Linked DNA regions of Mus musculus: region 2 is linked to region 1. Evidence: chromatin contacts called from public HiChIP or PLAC-seq data. All regions are on one chromosome and are shown on one strand. The core of a region is the stretch at or near the end of the contact, and the rest is flanking DNA. Distances in the headings are between cores, read along the strand shown.

Region 1 (6,637 bases), core at 589-3,088:
TTTTATTGGCTTTTGACTGTCAACAATACTTTTTCTCTTTAAAGTTAACCCCTGCATGGAAGTGCTTGAATGGCCCCTCAATCTCTGGAGATCATTGAGCAAGAACGAGGCCCTTTTCCACAGAACAGCGAGAGACATCTCTTGCTCCAGAGTTTGATAGATCAGAAAAATCATGCAGGCTTGTAGCCGTTCCTAGGAACCCCAGATGTGACCCAGGGTGCACATCTGACTGCCAAGAGGCCTCCTTAGAGAAGCCGGGGCTATGGAATCAGATGCCAGATAGAAGGTCCTAGGGTACCTCCTAGAATGGTGATTCTCAACCGGTGGATCAAGATCCCTTTGGGGTGGGGTGTTCAACGACCCTTTCACAGGGGTCACATACCAGATATCCTGCATATCAGATATTTACATTACGATTCTTTTTTGTTTGTTTGTTTTTTTCAAGACAGGGTTCCTCTGTATAGCCTTGGCTGTCCTGGAACTCACTCTGTATACCAGGCTGGCCTCGAACTCAGAAATCCACCTGTCTCTGCCTCCCAAGTGCTGGGATTATAGGTGTGTGCCACCACTGCCCGGCTTCTTAACAATAGCAGTAATGAAATAATTTTATAGTCGGGGGTCAGCACGACATGGAGAGCTATATTAAATCATCACAGCATTAGGAAGGCTAAGAATCACTATTCTAGCACATCTGGACAGAGTCTACATGGGACCTGTTGATGGTGGCCTCCTGATAAGGAATTGAGACTGTCTTACTCCGACACTGCCATTAATAGCCCATCATAAACTCTCACTAACCAATACTAAGAGGGGTATCTCCTGAAGATGTGGCAACACAATGTTGGCTTGTTTCTCTGGCCTTAGGTCACAGAACTGGTAGATGACAGAGCAGGAACCAGCCCAGATCTGAATGTCCCTGGTTCTTATGTCCCCAGCCTAGAGCACAGAGGCTAGAAAAGACCCCTGACCACCTCTTGCATGCAGCCTGTCTTGCTGCCCTGGCTGATCTTGGGTCCCTCGGTCTCCTCGACATCTTCAGAGAGTACCAAGGATGAGGGGCTTCCATGGTTGGGGGATGAGGCCAGGCAGGGTGAGAGGACAAGGCTGCCAGCCAGGCCACCCTGAAGCAGCAGGCTGGAGAGTCTCCAAGCCCCAGTGTGGCTGAGAAGAGACCAAGGGTCTTAGCAACCCCTTGCATATATTGCTGTTCCGCTGTGACAATCCTTGGCTACCTGAGGTGAAGAGTGAACTGGGCCTGGAGTCCCCTGCTTGGCTCCCTGCAGAGAGCAGGGAGTGTCCTGTTCTCTCCTGCGCACAGCAGGGTGGGGTGAGGAAGTCTTCTCTGACTAGGCTTGTCTTCGCTAGAACTCAGGCGGTCAGGCTATAGCAGTTTTCCACGAAGAGTCTTGGCAGCAGCTGGGAAATATCAATCACAGTTCAGCGCGAGGCTTATACAGTGGAACCCACACTCCAAGTGCCAGGGGCTCTGCAGAGACAGGACGCATGCCTGGTGCGGCTCCCCAGCTCCCCAGCGCCACCTCTGGCTGAGAAAGGCAGCAATTTTGCATGTTGATCAGCAGTCTGATCCCCAGAATATCACTTACAGACTCTGGTTGGGGGTGGGAGGGGCAGGATCTGCTTTTGTGGCTGTTGGGGGATAAAGACAAGGAGGGCATACCCCAGACCTGGTGGTCTCCAACACGGTCCTGGGCTCGTAGTAGATCTCATTTTGAAACCCTATTAGCCCCTCAAAACGTCTGGGGTAATGCTTAGCCCAGCCCTCCACACCGCAGCTCCAGCATCTTCCCAGGGTTAGCAGGACAGGAAGTGACTCTTGTTCACAGGAATGCTTGGCTGTCATCTCCAGGCCCTTGAGGGTGGGCTTCGGGGACCCAGGTGGTGCGGCACCACTGTGGCTATCCTTTCCCGGGAAGCCCCCTCCCTTGAGTTCCGCCTAAGCCTGCAGCTGGCCTCTGGTAAGGAGCCAGGCTGCTCCTCCAGAGGCCCAAGCTCTGCTGGAGAAATACCTCTGCCAGATGTTGCTCTCTCTCTCTCTCTACAGGCAGGAGGCCAGTATGAGGTAATAGGAAAGTTTAACCCGTCCAGAACCAGAGCCCCCAGTCACTGTGTTCACAGCCAGCCATGCTAGCTGGCAATTCGATGGAGAGGGTCCCTTGAGAAAGGATAAGAGCCCAAGGACCCTTGTGTAAAGTGTTCCTGGGGCGCTGCAGCCCTCAGCAGGCTCAGTGGATAACTCTGTGCTCAGCATGGGCCTGCTATTCATGGTACTCAATCCCTGCTTTGCATGTAGCCATTTCTCAACTATCCCCAGGGTCAAGGGTACCCACTTTTCAGAGCCCTTTACCTCCCCAAGGTCAGGTTCACAGCTCCCGGAGAGAAGGGAGTCATTGTGCACTTGTGTGTGTATGGGGCGGGGGGAGCTGTTAGAAACTTAGCTGATGGAACCAAAAGGTTGCAAGGGATCTTGGGGCGGAAAAGGAGATATGACTCGTTCTGCCCACTGGCTTCTCGTCTAGAGACCACCAGCAGCAAGCACAGAATGATTATGGCACTCTCTGGTGACCTGTGCAGCTGCCCCAGCTATCTGTGCATCCCTTGGGTCCCTCTACCTCCATAGAAAGGACCAGCGTGCAGAGGCTCTATATAGATTGGGCGGTGAGGACCGGGGTTTAGGGGTGTATGTAAGAGAAGCAGATTAGAGCAGAAACCTCTGCCTACAGCTCCAAAGATGCCCGTTCTCCAAATGCTTTTGTCTGTGCTTAAGCCGTGGCTCCAGCTGGCGTAGAGTGTCCTGCTAAAGTGTCTGTCTGCTTCCTGCTTCTGCCCCTGGGGAAGCTTCTGCTTGTCCTCGGGAGTCAGGGTCACGCTCCCAGGACGAGGCTTTGGCAGTGAGACTCGAGACAAGATTTCCACGGGGATCCGTGGGGACACCCATGTGTTGCAGCCTGCGGCGTGGGTCAGCTGCTTTTCTGGGGGGAAATCGCCCCTTCCTCCGGAGAAGAGGAAAGAGTTAGAGCTATGTGAATTTTCTGGCTCCACTGCTAGCTAGGGTTCTCAGAATATCCAGCCTCAGATTTGTGGGTGTTGGGCCAACTCCAAACAGCCTTGGAGCCCCTCAGGCCAAGTTGCCAGCGTCTGTGTCATGGTGTCCTTGAGCCTCCCAGCCAAGCCTCGAAGAGCAGGGAGGCCTGGGGTTACCCACTCACTGGCTGCTTGGCTCTGCCTCGCTGGTCTCTCTGGGTATCGTGCACACAACTCATTTTTTTCAGCTTTGTAGTGTCTCTTTCAAAGGACGGCACGCGACCAGAGCTCCCATGTCCACTTCTCACCAGAAAATAAAATTCTCAAGTTTTCAGACAAGAGAACAAAAAATAAATTAGGTTAATATGCAGCCAGGGAGCCACATCGTCAGCTGGAGTCGCTGAGTAGGGAGGGTGGTGGGGGACCAGTGGAGGGATCCGCCTTCACAAAACAATTAGTCGGGGGCATTACAGGCACAGCCTATAATAGTGAGCTGCCTGTCTGCCCCATAATGAGAGACCACCCCTGTGCAAAACAGGACCCACCTAGCTCACTCTATAGTGGGACCCCAAAACTTTCCATTCTGTATCCCCTTTGGGATCCTGGTACCACGCTATACTCCAGAGCGTGCCCAACTCAGCCTCATGGCCTTAGGGCTATTGTCAGTTGGTGGTTTATCCACCAGCCTCTGTTGCTGTACCTCCATGTGTTACAGATGGAGGTTGATAATGTTATAATGTTGTTGGACCCATGCAGACTAATGTGCTGATATAACTTTACACCCCATCTCTAGGGGACATTCTTGGCTGTGAATGCGTATGTCACTTAGGTAGATGCTACCAAGTTACCCTGCTCACAAGCATCCCCTGAGAGGGACAATGTTGTTTGGTGACAGTGATGGGGCTAACAGCTTTGTATATTGTCCCCAACCTGCCATGCGGAGGGCTTGGTTTAATCCTCTCATCATGAGCAAATTGATGTCCCCTCCACATATTATTGTGAAGCTCTCACCAAGAGCACTGCCCTTCCTGTCTGGTTACCAGTGAGAGGTTCTTTGTCAACTGGTACCAAGCAGTCGCTGAGGGCCCACAGCTCAAACGATGGTCATCCCTGGTGGGACGTTTACATCTCTCGGATCAGTGGCTCTGGAAACGCAGACACCCAGCACTGCCCTGCCCGAGAAGTGAGTCTCACCATGAACGATCCCTGCCCAGGTGACTCACTTGGCATTCGGTAAACTGGAGCTGAGAGACAGGAGCTACTCTGTCCATGATGTACCTCAGACATGTAGCCCAGCCTGGCCCCAGTTAGACCATAGGGCCCTGTGCACCAGTGCTCCAGGGATGTGGGCTCCCTAGAATGGAGGAGAATTGCCATCCATGCTGAGGCACAGAACAGGGGAACAGGGGAGTCCCCTGTGTGGGGCCTGTGGGTGGGGCCCGTATGGCTGCCAGGCACCCCTGCTGGTTCCAACATCCACAGCTCGGCGCCATGGAAACAGAGTGCAGCTCATGGAAAACATTATTTTCTTTGATGAATCATGTTCTAAGTTGGGAGGAAAGTTCACTAGACAGTTGAGGCACTAAAGAGAACAGCCCCGTCTTTGTTCAGCAAATCTGCAAAAGAAGTGAAGAGGGTTTGGGTCTTTGGTGTCGGCAATAAAGGAAGCTCTCCAGAGGCTACACCCTGGGAAAGGCTGAAGACATTCCGGAAACCCCAAAACCCCCAAAGTGGGTTCTTCGAACACTGGGCCACCCCATCCTTTGGATTCCGCGCCTGTCCCACTGGGCTCTCTGTCACCGCACTCTCTGAAGGCATGTGGCCTTTTTGTGTGTCTGGAAAATCCCAGATCACTCTACTTCCGACCTTCCCCGGGGGATGAACAGACTCCTTCTCCAATTATAGAGGCATCGGGAACTGCCGGGGCCATGTAAAAACAGCAAGCAGTAGCGCCGCTTGTGTGCCAGGTGTGTAGCACCCCTTGTCTCTTCATCTATGAATAGGCAGCCCTTGGAGTCTGTGTGTAGCACACAGCCAGTCCCTCTTGACAGTGACATAAACTGACATAAACAGGTCAGGGAACACTATTCTACACTTGTTTTCTACCCGGGAGCTTACAGCCTTTGTGGCCCCTTTTCAAACGAATTCTGTCAGGTGGAGCCCATAGAGGGCACAAATCCATGTCTGAGCTGCCATGGGAGGGCAGGGAAGTGACCAAGATGCTACCCACAGGGCCAAACACTAGCAGAATCCCAAGCCTGGATCTATCTCTTGGGCCACGTATCAGCCACACACCTCAGCTAGACAAATGAGCCCTCCCAGACTCCTTCAGAATGGATAACTGTGAGACATGGGCTAAAACCTTGGTACCACTGTTAGAATGAGCCATTAAAACCAGAAACTCAGTGCTCTACACAAGGGAACTCTGTTCCCAAGCTACAGTGCCCTCCCAACCATAGAGTACCAGGGATTTGAACTACACAGCCTTCAAGACTCACAGCAAAAGCCCTTATCCACGGGCCTGAACTCTGAACTAACACAGCCTGGTACTGTACTGTTGGCTGCTGGGTGAAATGGGTTACAGCCCGATTTGTAAGTTCTTGGCACAACAGGGCATATTGTGGGGGTCCTTGTTGTCTACCACTGTGGGTAGACACGGAGAGACAGCAGGATATATACAGGAAACCCTGACTGGCTTGGTGGACACTTACTGGGACCACAGATTATAGGGGTCTTCTTTACAGGTATGCCTTCTCTGAGACCTGTGGGGCTCAGGGACAGTGGACCCTCACCAATGGGGGCCACCAGGGCACCCAGGCTCAAGGCCAGAGTGCAAGGGGGTCTGCCTAGGCTTCTCTTATCTGTTGTCCTCTTCTATGAAGGCTCCATTACCACCCCCACCCCCTATAAAGCCCTTGGGTCACAGCCTGTCCCCTCCTGGTAGGACTCATGCATGTATGTATATATGTGTGTATGTGTGTGTGTATGTATGTATGTATGTATGTATGTATGCCTGCATGGGCGGGCAGGCACCACAGAGGCAGGGACTTGCCACCCATAGTTCGAGCCTTACCATAGTTCTCCAGTTCTTAGAGCAAAAGCAGCTATGGGTTTTTTGTCTTTGAGTTTTCTAAAATGTTTCTAAGTAAGACACAAAAATCTTTCCTATCGTGGCGCCTTATGATACTTGGGGTTGCATACCCGGAGCAGATTTGAATGAGACCCTACCTCCCCAAAGCAGGCTTTAAAACATTTTTTTTCCCTTCCTCAAAGGGCTGGAAGAAGAGATGCTTTTAAAAGAAGGCTATGAGCTTCAGGGGTTGGTCATCTGCAGCCAGAGGGGGCGCTGTTGTTCCATGGAGAACGGAGGCTCTGCCCTTCTTCCCGACCACGCCCAAGACTCCAGAGCCTCCGGGGCTACCTAGGGGCTGACAAAGGCAGGCAAGGCCTTTGTGGGTTTTCATTCTTTTTCACAGGGTCTGCTCACTTTTTCGGGTGTATAAGAAGCCTGACCCGCCCCGCCTCCACCCCATTACAGAGGAGCTGGAAATAGGGAAGAACCCCTCGGGCATCCAGCCTGTGCCCTTCTGTCCCC
Region 2 (6,963 bases), core at 1,030-3,529, 370 kb before region 1:
TTAGCACAGAGTGGATATCAGTGGCTTGCCTGGATGCCAGAATGCAAAGAGCTCCTGTAGTCGTCATCTCTGGACCTCAACCCAGCCTCCCTACCGGAGCATAAACCTCTAGCCTGGAATAACAGCATTCATGAATGTGTGAATACATCTGGCTCATCCTTATCTCAAGATACACAACCCACTGTAGTGGTCCTATGTAGGGTAAAATAGCATTCTTTGTAATAGACATCTTTGGAGACATTATTCTCATCACTGAGGTCTGTGTACATGTGTACATTCAGGATCAGCAAAAAATGATTCTCACTTTACATGAATGGGCTCAGCCTGTATAGGAAAACTCCTTTGACATATTTCCCGTCTCCCAGAGAGCCACCCTGCCTTTCTTTTCTGTGGCTGCATGCTTCTGGCATTTTCTTTAACACCCTGGGATCACTCTGCCCACTACACCTTTAGGTGTTTCCCGATTATTGTTTTAAATAGTCTGCTTACCCTCTGGTGCATTGGTCTTCTGCCTGTGCATACTAAACGCTGGTCCAGCACCTTAAGTTGGTCCTGATCTGGATTCCTGAGATAACCCTGCCCAGGCGCTGTCCCATTCTCGAGACCCAAGGCCTTCCTCTTCAAAATAGGATCACATCTGAACACCTCCTCTTGGTCAGACAATACCCCCCAGGCCACTTTGGATAACGTTGACCGCGTAAGGGTTTGGGATTTCATTGGGGGTGGGGTAGCATGTCAACCCGAGTCTTCACTTGCTCAAATCAGTTCTAGTCTTTCAGGCAGGGTACAATGCTGTTCCTGGGAATATTTTGTTCCCAGTATTTTTCTTCTAATGTGGAGATGAGGTGTCTTCCTACCCTGGGCTTGTTCATGCTCTAATTGCTACTGGGTTACAAAGTAGCGTTAGGGAACACAACACCTGTGAGGCACTGGAAGGCTCCTTCATCACTCTGAGTTTGTCTCTTTCAAGTTGAACAGAAAAAGTGCTTAGGGAGGGTCCTTAAGAAACACCTGCCTTGCTGTGTGTGCCTCGGGCATCATAACTAGATACATATGTACCCAGCTGGGCAGCTCTCAGACAAAGATCAAAGGATGATGGCTTCAACTTGAACTTTGTTCTACTTGGTAGGGTTCATCCTCGTATGGCTGCAATGCTCATCTTGAAACTGTTGCCTGCTGACCACCCCCTCCGCCTTTCTGGGTAGTTTTTGCCAGATTCTTTTCTTTGTTGGGCTGTTGTGTTTCCCTCTGCTCTTTGCTTCTGGCCCAACTCAAGTCTGTCTTCCACCAGAGACTTTGTAGTATATTCAGAGTGCAGGTCTATCGGAACTCAAACTGTCCTCTTATTTTATGGTTTTTATTGATGATGTTTTTGTTTTTGTTGTTTGTTTGTTTGTTTGTTTTTTAGCCTTTTCTCTGTTCTGGACTGGTCATAGTTTCTTAGTTCTGTGAGGATTCTGACTCTGAATATCTCTTAAAATGGCTCCATTCAAGGCTTCACAAAACTACCCTCCAAGGCCTCATTCTACCACGAGTCCGGGGTGGCTCATCTCCCACAGCTCAGCGCAGCCAGGCCTAGGCGGATGTAATAAAACTCTCCACACTGACTGCTTAGTTCAAATAGTTCTTGAGCCTTTTCCATAGGGGTTTAGACCACCTCAATGGTGCTTGGACTTGTCCCCCGGATTCTGCCGCTATGTACTAGATGACCACTGAGTACCCCACACAGGTGCTGCATGTGTTTGTATCTGAATAGACCCCAGAAGTTAGAAGCAGGGAGGGGCTGCCATATTTCCCTCTGATCCAAGGGAAATGTTTGGTTTAAACACCAGTTTCTCTAGAAGGTTCCATGGGAGTTGCTTGCTTGGTAGTTGGGTATCTCAGAAATGCTCTTCTCTAGGGCTGGACGAGGAGATCACTGATAGTTGAGATCTACCTGGGGTCTGGGAGCACTAGATGCACATCTGGCGGAACTCAGGCCTAGGCTCTGTGGGGGCAGGGCTGCCACAGCCTGAGTTCTACAGGAATTGTAGGCTGGAGAGAGCAAGGACGGGTTGCCCCAGCCTGAGCCCTGCACACAGCAGCCCTAGGAGTGTGTGGGGGAAAGCTCAGTGGCCGGCCTAGGGATGGATGCACAGTCCCCAGGCTACATCCCTGGGAGAACCAGTTGGCAAGCTGTGGGGCTCTGCATGTCAGAAGTACTAGTCATACAGGGTGAGAGGTTTGTTCTATTCCATTAGAGAAGTCCCTGAGCAAGCCAATAGATACTGGCCTAGTTGGAAGCCTTTCTCCAGGGTAGGCAGATATCAGGATTGGCCAGGAGCCTTCTGAGGGACAGGGTTGTCTCCTGCTTAGAGGTATTCAGTAAGAGAGTGTGCCTTCTTGCTCTGGGGCTGCCAGAGTCCCTGGTAAGGGTCATTTTTCTCATGACATTTGCCATTACTGAGCCCTTGCTGATGGCTACCCCTTGCCAAACGGCTGCACCGTTTGCCCTCAATGTTCTCAAACCAGGTCCTGCTTGGTGAGGTTGCCTGTGAAGGGAATAGATTGGCTGTAGTCCAGGGAGGGAGGCTGTCAGGGGTTCCCGTACCACCGGGAGCCTGGTGCAGTCAGTTGGGGAGCACCAGACGTTCTTGCTGCTGGTCCCTCCAGAGCCAAGCCTTGGCTGTGCTTTTCGGGGGGGGGGGGGATGCTGACTGCAGTTGGTTCTATATGAAGCATGTGCATTAAAATATAGGCTTTCAGAAAGAACTATGCCTGCTCACTTTTGGGAAGGTGGGCGTTAACCATGTAGGACTCAGCTCATCTTGGATCTCAGCTCATGTGAGTGACTCAACAGGCCTTAGCATGCAGAGGGGCCAGCCTCCTGCATCAGCCCTCTCAGAGCATGGCACAGGCTTTGCTTCTTACAGGGGAATGGGTTTCCTGGCATAGGCACCCAGGCCCTTCCCCGCTCGCCATTGCTGTAACCAGAGAAGAGAGCTGGTGATCTTATGGTCCTGGCATTTGGCAGCTCCTCTCAACAGAGCCAAAAAAGAATTCCATGGAGAAGAAATGGAAGGACTTGGACTCAGGCGTCATCACGTAACACACTGGTACATTCCAGCCCAGGAAGCCAGCAACTGTAGAGTCCTGTGTGCTGTGCTAATGGAGCACCAGGGATTTTTGTTGTCCAGAAGGAGGAACCGAGTCTCCAGCATGGCAGGCAGCATGCGGGGAGTTGACTTTTCTAAACTTTAGTATCTGCTGTGTCCTAGGGAACATTGTAACAGCTGTGTCTGGTCAGAAGGGAACATTGTAACAGCTCTGATTGTGTTAGATCACGATTGCCGAGGGATGGCCTGCTTAGTTTTTTCTGTTCTCTGCTGAAAGGCTGCAGACACTCAGTCCTTGCAAGCCATGCCCCGGACTGATCTGGGTCCATTCTACACCCAGCAAACACCAGGTCAGGTCAGCATTCAGGGCTTAGGGAGCACGTGGCAGGGTGAGGCTTTCAGGAGATCCTCACAACAGGTTGGGCTGATTCTGTGGCACACAAAGCTGTTCTTTGTCCCCTGAGGGATGGATGCCCTAGTTGGCTGCTCTTGTCTTCTGGTTTCAAGGGGCTTGTTGACTCAGCTTATCCTGTGAAGTTGTGGCTTCAGGGTTTCCCACCTCCTAATCTGTAGAGCCTGGTCAGCCAAGCCCCACAGTGGGAGCCTGGCCTGAGATACTGGTGTTTTTGCGTTTTTTTGCATGCATGCGCACACTCCAGTATACCTTCCTCCAGCAGCCCCTTCCTTAAAGAGCTCTTGTTGTGAATATTACCCCCTGCCCAAAGCAACACCCCCCAGGCTTTGTAATGCTAATGGCACATGAGTGTATTCCATGAGTCTGATGGCCCTTGCCTAAGGATAGGACGGCCTTGCACAGCTGTGTCTAACTCAACATGGTGCAAGGACTGACGAGTATTGAATTGGGTCGTTGGAGCACATCAGAAGAGTGAGAAATCTGGGAGAGTCTGTATAGGGCTGTTGCCTCAAGCCTTCATGTGACTATTCTGTGCCATAGCGTGGTGGCAAACTTCGGGGAGCAGAAATGGCCAAGGAAGAACTGTCCTGTCTCTCTGCCCTGTAACATATCCCACCTGACACATCAACTGTGGAGAACCAGAGCGAGGGTTTGATATCAGCATTGAAACCATAACGATCGAATGAAACCAGAAAAAGCTAACTTGGGAGCCTGGCTATTTGAGTCTCCTGAGTTTGATGTATCACCTAGCTGGCTCCCAGAGTGGGAGTAGCGTGTGCTGCCTCCTCTCTCTTTGTAGTAGAGAGAGGTCTTACTCCACATCTGTGCTTTTCCTACAGAGTCTAGGTCTGGAGAGTGGGAGACTCCACACCCTGCTTCCTCACACCCATCGCCCATCTTGAGATTGCTTTGGCCTGTGAGCCCATGGGGGTGGTTTCATGGTCTGTGTCTCCCAGAATGCCACTGTGTTCTGGTCTGATCCTGTGTAGCCACCTCACTGGATGTCTTTCTCTTTGCAGAGAATGTTGCTGAGGAGGTGGGGCTGCTGCAGCTCCTTGGAGACCCCCTACCTGAGAAGATCTCACAAATCGATGACCCTCACGTCGGGCCGGCCTACATCTTTGGACCAGACTCCAACAGTGGCCAGGTGGCCCAGTATCATTTCCCAAAACTCTTCTTCCGGGACTTTTCGCTGCTGTTTCATGTCCGGCCAGCCACAGAGGCAGCAGGGGTGCTATTTGCCATCACAGATGCTGCCCAGGTGGTAGTCTCACTGGGCGTGAAGCTCTCAGAGGTCCGAGATGGACAGCAAAACATCTCATTGCTCTACACGGAGCCTGGGGCCAGCCAGACCCAGACGGGAGCCAGCTTCCGCCTACCTGCATTTGTTGGGCAGTGGACACACTTCGCGCTCAGCGTCGACGGAGGCTCTGTGGCTCTCTACGTAGACTGTGAAGAATTCCAGAGGGTGCCATTTGCTCGGGCCTCGCAGGGACTGGAGCTAGAGCGTGGCGCTGGCCTCTTTGTGGGTCAGGCTGGAACAGCAGACCCTGACAAGTTCCAGGTAACCTGTGCTGCCCTACTGCATGCTGATCCAGGGGAGGAGGGGGCAGTGGGGACTAGAGAAAACAGGTTCCCCCAGTTGATGCTGAAGCCTGTGGGCAACAGCCCAGACTTCCCAGTTTGTGGGTGGAGTGGCATCTGCTCCCCAACTTCTGTTGTTTGATGACTTGAAACATCACAGTGGGCTTGTGTGAATTCTCTGAGACCCCAGGTTGTATAAGAGAGCTGCTAGAGGCTGTTTCTACCCAGGCTCCCATTCTGAGTTGATCCAGACCACCTTCTCAGGCATGAAGCTTTCTTTGGAAAGCTGGAGGCACCAAACGTAAGATGAGGAGAATGTGGGGTTTAGTCAGGAGGGCTCAGTTATTCCTTCTGGAAAATGGCCACTCAGACATCGTATGAAAAAGTTAGCAAGACAGGCATGGAGATATACATCTGGGCAGGGAGAAAGACCTAGAGTTCCAGGTCCATTTGGACTATCCTGTTTCAAAACAACAAGGAAAATTTACTCATTTAAAGCTAGCCAGAGTAGGGTCTTTCTTGGACTGCACACACAGTTAAAGGAGCACCCTGCTGGCCATGGGGACAGGGATGTCGCACAGCAGCTCTGCTTAGGTCTGTTATTTTAATGAAGACTTTGTGACAGGCCTGTGGTGCTCTCCCAGGTGCTGCAGGAAAGTCCCTCACTTCGGGGACCTCCTACTCCTCCTTGCCATCCCAGCTGGGATCCCAGCCTCCTGGGAACAAGTGCTTGGGGACCCTAAGCTGGCACTGTCTCATGACTCCTGAATTCAATACACCAGCAGTCAGCAGCTGGGGCGCCCCTGCCCAACCCAGACAGGAGTCCCTGTGTGTGTAAGGAAGGACGTGTCCCTGGGGGACAGATGCTCCATTGTGACCCAGACAAGGACCTCCTGTTGTAAGTTGTGCTAAGTCCCATGTCCATAGCTCTCAAAGATGACCTTCTGCCCTCTGGTAGGAACTTTTAACCCACGGGGTTCAAAAGAAAAGCTACCAGGACTTTGGCATCAAACTGGGCCTCTTTGTGTTTCCCTTCTGATCTTCAAACACGATTACCAGAAATGAGCGTCATCATTTCCAGAGTGGGACATTTGTGCCGTACTGTCGTTTCCATCGTTTCCTAAGGGGATGGCAGATCCCACAGGCTCTGTGCGTCTCCTGCTTCAGCAGCAGAGCTGGGTGAGGAACAGTGAGCCTGAGGCTGCAGAGGGCAGAGCCTCACACCCACTGGTGCTGATGGAGAGACACAGCCCCGCTGCGTGAGGCCGCCTCATCTCAAACTGGGTCCTGCTAGGCTTACATGCTGGATATGTAGACCAAACGTATGGGCATTTTCATTTTTTGGTGTGTTTGTGAATGCACCCCCCACTTTTTTTTTAAATCTCCTTAGTGGGTTGTTGTTGTTGCTTTGGTTTTTTGTTGGGGGAGTTCAGCCATTTCTTACTGGTTTATACAGACTCTTTATATTTGAAAGACACTTATCCCTGGTAGTGTATGCACACATTTTATTTCCTAGCCTACCATTTTCATTTTTACTTATAAACAACAGTAGCACTGGGGCATTTAACGTGTTTCTTTGGCTAATTTGGGTCTAGAGAAAACACCCACAATCTTTGATGTGAAAATCCTTTAGAAGGAGGGAGGCCGCTGAGCACATTCTATGAAGATCATAGGCTTTCTCCCCATCCGACCTCAGCAGTCTGACCCTGCCTGCTCCTGCGGGCTAGGTCTCAGGATCTTTTGCACAGATTCAAATCAGATGCTGGCTTGAGAGAGGAAAATGTGCTGAAGGAGAAATAGAAGACAGTTGGATCTAGCACAAGATGTTTGCAGACTTGGTGCTGAGCTCTTTGGGGAAGAGTCACCTAG

The links. HiChIP or PLAC-seq counts read pairs in DNA pulled down with a chosen protein or histone mark.
Region 2: a CTCF HiChIP or PLAC-seq map of the NIH/3T3 cell line shows a contact between it and region 1, with 5 read pairs. The contact joins two enhancer-like sites.

Annotation. Positions count from the first base shown.
Region 1 is chr10:76,728,327-76,734,963 of GRCm38.p6, reverse strand. No RefSeq gene overlaps it. Among named protein-coding and RNA genes, the nearest start is that of Col6a1, 5.6 kb to the right of the region's middle. Within about 2 kb of position 1,838, at least 160 of the 459 cell types and tissues checked have an H3K27ac peak or open chromatin away from gene starts, as enhancers often do. A contact at or near this core is called in the NIH/3T3 cell line, where this site is marked.
Region 2 is chr10:77,094,102-77,101,064 of GRCm38.p6, reverse strand. It overlaps Col18a1 (collagen, type XVIII, alpha 1), which reads left to right. Exons shown (of 42, transcript NM_009929.3): 3 at 4,530-5,074. Among named protein-coding and RNA genes, the nearest start is that of Slc19a1, 64 kb to the right of the region's middle. Within about 2 kb of position 2,279, at least 61 of the 459 cell types and tissues checked have an H3K27ac peak or open chromatin away from gene starts, as enhancers often do. A contact at or near this core is called in the NIH/3T3 cell line, where this site is marked.